Regions from separate parts of the Sus scrofa genome. Here region 1 is linked to region 2. The links are chromatin contacts, called in public Hi-C maps. All regions are on one chromosome and are shown on one strand. The core of a region is the stretch at or near the end of the contact, and the rest is flanking DNA. Distances in the headings are between cores, read along the strand shown. Region 1 has its middle 270 kb from the start of MREG. Region 2 has its middle 190 kb from the start of FN1.

Region 1 (3,213 bases), core at 679-3,178, 77 kb before region 2:
CTCAGTGGTTCTATTTCAATCTCCTAACTGTGACTCTGGGTGGATGAATACAAATGGATTCTTTAGACATTTTTCACTGATCTTGTCTGGTATGATTGCTCTTTCCTCAAGGGTATGAACACAGCTTTTGTTCTCCTTCTTATACTCACTCTTCTGTTGCTCCTACTCCTCCCATAGGACAGAGAAGATTCCTCAGCAGGTGAAAGCATTGCACACTGTTGGGTTTTTAACAGGAGAAAGCCCCCTGTCAGAGATTAAACCCTGCTTTGAGTGTAGGTGGTTTTAAGTCTGAAGAGAAATGGCAGTCTGGCATTTCAGCACTCTCAGTAGGATTCCCACAGGGCCAAATACATCATACAACAAGTCTAGAAGACACTGGATTGGCTCGAAATATGACCCGAGCTTCTGGGCAGATGATCTGAGCAGATGATTCTGTTCTACCACAGCAGATGAGGCCAAGTTTGTTCTGAAGAAGCCAGTCAAGATGAAGGTAGGCTCTGGAGGAGAAAGGCTGGAGGAACCAGGTTGGAAGTCATTAGGGGAAAAAGCCCAGTCCCCAGCCAGTCCTCACCCAGAAGTGAGATGGAACAAAGCATGGATTCTCTTCCCTCAATAACCTAGCCCAACACAAAATAACTGGTCAATGAGGAATCTTGTGCCCACCTGGCACACACCATAAACGTGGCATTCCCATGATCCCTACAGGGAATGTGCTGTGATGTGCATAAGTCAATTCCAGTCTTTCCTCAGGTATTGCCTGAGAGTGTGTAAACTATGTGTACTTGGAGAATAGGGCACCTCGGGACGGGAAGGATCTGCTAAAATTGTTGCCTTAAGGATGAGGCACTGTTGCAAAAGGACTGTTGTGAAAACCAACGCCCTGTGATTGACTGATTGGGGCTCGGACTCAGACACTAGAACCTGGGCACCCGACCACTTTTTAACTTATCCTCCAGCTTTGAACAGCCATTTCCTGTGACCGTGCAATCAGGAAAAAATAAAAAGCAATTCTCTTGGTTGGCACTTGGGAAAAGTCTGCCCTTCAGAACTTGACTCTGCTCTTCTCTTTGATATTTGCCTGATCTTTACACGTGAGTCACTTTTACTCCATTCTTCTGAACTCCTGATGTCTTTGGTTCTCCCTGGAGTTAAGAACACTATCAACTCCTCCCAAGCTGCTCATTCTACTGTCATAACTGATAATATATTAAGTTCAAAGGAAAATCTTAGGCAACCATTTGGTTGCCTCATTTGCAACTGCATTTTGATCAGTATACCAAGTATCATTTTGGAAAGCCATAGAAAGTCCATCAGTTTCAAAGCATGGGGGGCAAAAATGCTTTGCATCATATTTCTAGGGCTTCTTTTAAATTTCATATGAAACAGTCTTTACTGGCTGGCCAGCCAAGAACTCCAGCTGATATCAGCTGCTGTCATTTGGTGTGTACAAAAACAAACAAAAAGATTTTTCCAAAGAATTTGTTATCAGTAACACTATTGCAGCTTGGCATAACCCACTTGACAATATCAAAAGAGATGGTATCATAGAATGTAACAGGAAGCAGAATGCAGTTTTGTTTCATGATCTGGCCAGAAAAAACAAATTACATTGAGTGACCTGAGGCAAACTGACTTCATGAGACCCCTGGTCCTTATACACATTAGAGTTTTGTCCCAGTGAAGGGATTATAAAAGGAAAGTTAGCAGGGCTTTCAGAAAAGAGACCCTATCCTTTTCAATTACATCTGATTTATGAACTGTTTAAACTATTTCCCAAAGTCTGCCTTCTCAGGCTCTAGCCTGTCTGATAAACACTGCACAAAAATTCTGCTGGTTTGCAAAATCTGACTCTTTCCACTGTCTGAAGTCCCCTTTTGGAGCCTGGGAGGAAGGAACGTTGAGCTCCAAAGAGCTGCCAGTGACAAATGTCTACTGCATTTCCTGATGTCAGGGGACAAAAGAGAGACTTGAAAGAGAAAACACACATGCCGTGGAATCCTCTTTCCTTCAACTCCCTCGGAGCTAAATGCTGACCTATCGGTTTTTTAGGCACCCCCACCCCCTCAGCCGTTCTCCCACTCATGCTGTGGTCTATTCTCCAGAAATAGATCCTTTTGGGTTTCTAACTAGATGGAATTATAGAAAACAAACTGTGTAAATTCCCAGGCCCACAATTTTCTCATAGCCAGGAAGGGAGTAGGTGACTGGGTTTGGATTACCATCCCCCTCTGGCCACCCCCCCAACCTTCTTTTCAAAAGCAAATTCTTTTAAAAGTATAGAGAGAACATAACTCAGCAGTCATCTGGCAATAAGGGAGCGTGATTCTCTTTCAAAATAATAATGACGCCAAACTTTGTAGAAAGAGGAAACTGCTCTCATTGTTCCAAAGACCCTGCTTGATGTAGATAAATATCTCTCAAGGCGTAAATATAAAGACTTTTCTTTAAGAACAGGTCCATCTGCCTGCCTGTCTAGACTTATAGGAAGGCATCGTAAAACTATTATTTGCAATGGGCCAAATGCTTTTCCAATGCAACCCTATCTGCCCCAAGACTGAAACAAAATCCATTTTAGAATGGATTTGGCAACCCTGGGCTGGTGCTTTTCCCATTCATCTGATGTAGACCTTGATTCACATCATATTAACAAGGGATTTAAAGGGTGTTTGGGGTGTTTTGTTCTATAACAAGGGCAAAGGCTTCTACCTGAGTCAGCCAAACAGGATTTCTCAGGCTCTGCAGAGAAATTTGGCTGCAAGTTGGTGTCTGGTAGGAAGGGCACCTTGGACCTAACATCTTGGTCTTCGAGGGCATTTTTTGTAGGGTCCTGTGGTCCCCTGTGCAGGGCTCTATCAGTATCATTTGCAGCTTTAGAGTGTTGGCTCAAAAGAGACATAGCTTGGTATTCCACAGAGAGCATGAGAGCATCTGGGAATTATGAGGGTGTTTATGAGAACATGCCTAGTAGACACATGAGATCAGCCTTCTTCCCAGTCCTTACTACCACCGAGGAGTGAGGATGGGCTGACGGAGGTGAGGTGGTGCGACACAAGAGTGGGAAGAGTCAACTTGGCCACAGTTAAACCGTATTTGCCATTGATGTGTGAGATTATTCCAGTGTTTGGTATCCAAGGGCACTTAGCCTGGGCCAAGCTGGCCTTCCCGTTTATAAGAGGAAAACGCTTTGGAAACTTAAGAAAGACAAAGTTTTTC
Region 2 (3,123 bases), core at 331-2,830:
TGTTATTCTTTTATATTTGACATCTATACTTTTCAGCTTTATTGTTGCTATCTAGACACCTGCTGTCTGCAAGTCAGATTGCTTTTCCTTTGTAGATAATCTCTCTTTTTCTTCCTGACAGTTTCTAAGATTTTCTATTCTTAATACTTTTAAGTGTAACTTTTCTGTCTAGGTATAGATTCAATATTGCCATCCTGAGTGGTATAACATGCATTTTGGATCTAAGGACAAGTAATTAAATCTGGGTATATTCCCATCTTATTTATTCTAACAGGGTTCTGCTATTTCCTATATCACTTCCTGTAGAACTTCTGTTTAAAATATGGTGGAGCCACTCAATCTACACTCCCTGTCTTTAACTTTCCTTTCATAATTCTGACATGCTGGTTCCTTTGTATTTCATTCCTGGTGAATTTCTTAGGACAACCTTCCAGTCCACAAACTGTTCACCTGTGTATAAACCTATTTGTCTTATCTATGGAATTGTCTTCAGTCTTAACTATGTATTTCATTTGCAAGATTTCTAATTGGTTCTTTTTCTCATCCATCTATTGTCTTATTTCTTCCTCTTTTGCTTCGTTATTTCTTGTTATTTTTGAATTTTCCCCATATTTTATCATTTTGAAGAAGCTAAGCACACTCATTTTCAGAACTTTTTTTCCACTATTCTAATATTTTAATCTTTTTGCTATTGAACTAACGTGTCAATAGTTGCTTTTGTGGGGGGGTCTTTCTCTGTATTTTATTTCTTTGTGTATTTGAGTGCTTCGGTTTATAAGTTTTTCTCATACTAAAGTTATTTCTTCCCTCATTCCACCATCACTGCCTTATTCCTATTTAGGAGTTTTGTACCTGCTTTCACATAGCCTTCTAGGATCTTTTAATTCTGAACCAATTTAGGAGATATTTAAAATTCAGTCACCAACCCAGAGACATTCCTTGCCTGTTTGTTAGGCTATAATTGTGTATGTGCAAAAGTAATATCAAAGCATAAGCTTTAAAATTCCATATTGACCAAAACTGTGTTTTGTATGCTAAATAAGTGGCCACCTTGAAGAACATTCTTTTGGCAAGGTCATGGTGTTAATTATTTCAGAATCGAGTCAACGTTCAAATTTCTAAAATGGATGCTTTGGTAGAATTCTATGAAAGTAGTTGTATTTTGCCCACGAACTATCTCCAGAGATCGTTCAAATTTCTTTTACCCCTGTAATAACAAGATTTTCAATTTCAGTCTTGATAATTTCATTTTAAAAAACTATAGGCTGGTGACCTTATTTATTTCAAGGCCCTAGTCAAACTCATGGTGTCCATTGCTGAGCAAGGTAGCCTAATGAGAAGGCTAAAATACATCAAAAATCCACCAGAAGTCTATTTCTTACAAGGATTTCAACCGGAGGATAGGACTGGGCAGTGAAAGAAGTACTGAATATTTATTTCTCTGATTATCCTAGAATTAAACCAGAATCTGACAGACATAGCAGCAGGGATCTGAAACGGCAGCTCTATGCAGGGAAGAGAGCATGTGGGGATATTTGAACAGTCAGGCACATAGTGGCAGGAATTCTCTGCATGGGAGGAGGGGCAGGCTAGTTTTAATTCAACTGCTTCCTAGAAAAGCAGATTGCCCAGAATCCAGGACTGTGTCCCTGACTGGAGAGTCCAGGGGCGTTTTTCATTGACTCTACAGCTGGAAAAGTCCCAAGTATGGGCTTAGGTTCACCAAAATGAACAATTATATGTAAAGTTTGACTGAGCTTGCTCAGAGAGATTTCCCTCTGGAAAAAAAAGTAGATGCTTCTTGCTAAACCATGCCACAATAACTCCAAAGAAATACAGAAATTTGATTTTTGAACATTTTCATCTGAATTTAAGCCTCTTGGGTGATACAATTGAAAAACAACATTTCTTTACAGTGAAAATGTGTTTGGCAGTCCCTCTATATACAAAGTTCAACTTTAGGGCAAAGAAAAAGAAACACTCATTATGTAATCAGGTCAAATTATTGGTTACTGAGAAGAGTTCCTGGTTTAGACCTCATCTGTTATATGAAGTAGATATTAGATCTTCTATTCTGCCAGTGCCATGTTCATCACAACAGTTCTTTATTCTAAATATGTTAACCTTGGAAGACCTTTCCCCAGGGCTTCTTATTTATTTAGATATTGTTATGTAAGACACACAATAGCATCAGTGAAGGCAGAGCTGATCCCTTCTTAACTTTCACAAGAGGACTGGATAATACATAAAGGAACTGGTGCTATGAATAACAAGAGGTATTTTTCTATTTCCTGGGTAAAGAGGGCAGGGAGGAGGGGTGAAGACCAAGGGCAGAGATTCCTCACAATTGCAGTTTAGGTGATGGTGAAATGGATGTGGAGATTCCATTCTTCCTCTCTCTTCTCTTTCTTTCTCCCTTTAACTCAAACTTGGTCAATGTCAAGACACACATTTTTGGTCTTTCCACTTAAAGTGAAAGACACAGGCTGACATCATGTTTGCTGGGTATGACCTGCAGATCGTTTTTAAAACTTTTGAGTAATATGATGAAAAAATTAGGAATTTCACCTAAAAGTCCTGATTTTCTACTTCTGAGAAATTAGAGAATTTGGCTACCCTAGACCTATTGCCCATCAAGGCAACATCTGGCAAGATTTAGGCAGTGGCAAAAGTTCACCACAGGTCCAATCTATTTTAATTAATTAATTAATTAATTAATTTTGCTTTTTAGGACTGCACCTGCCACACATGGAAGTTCCCAAGCTAGGGGTTGAATCAGAGTTACAGGTGCTGGCTACATTACAGCCACAGCAACTTGGGATCCAAGCCACATCTGCGACCTACACCACAGCTCTTGGCAACACTGGATCCCTGACCCACTGAGTGAGGCCAGGGATCAAACCCACATCCTCGTGCATACTAGTTGGATTTGTTCTGCTGAGCCACAATGGAAACTCCCACAGTTCCAATCTTGTTTGCTTCCCTTGTTATATAAAGGGTTAGGTTCTTTAGGCGTATGAGCTTGTAATTTATGGTATAAAGCTATAATTTCTTGGATTCTTATTTGTTCATCCAACAAATATTTGTTGAGATTCTAAGATCTGAAAGTATATGTGAACAAAC

The links. A called contact is a pair of places that touch in the nucleus more often than the background predicts.
Region 1: a contact with region 2 is called in a Hi-C map of liver, with 3 times the contacts expected there. The contact joins two enhancer-like sites. A contact is called at or near these places in 3 of 47 Hi-C or Micro-C datasets (embryonic fibroblasts, epiblast stem cells and liver).

The regions. Positions count from the first base shown.
Region 1 is chr15:118,003,981-118,007,193 of Sscrofa11.1, reverse strand. No RefSeq gene overlaps it. Among named protein-coding and RNA genes, the nearest start is that of MREG, 270 kb to the left of the region's middle. Within about 2 kb of position 1,928, at least 11 of the 83 cell types and tissues checked have an H3K27ac peak or open chromatin away from gene starts, as enhancers often do. A contact at or near this core is called in liver, where this site is marked.
Region 2 is chr15:117,926,943-117,930,065 of Sscrofa11.1, reverse strand. No RefSeq gene overlaps it. Among named protein-coding and RNA genes, the nearest start is that of FN1, 190 kb to the right of the region's middle. Within about 2 kb of position 1,580, at least 2 of the 83 cell types and tissues checked have an H3K27ac peak or open chromatin away from gene starts, as enhancers often do. A contact at or near this core is called in liver, where this site is marked.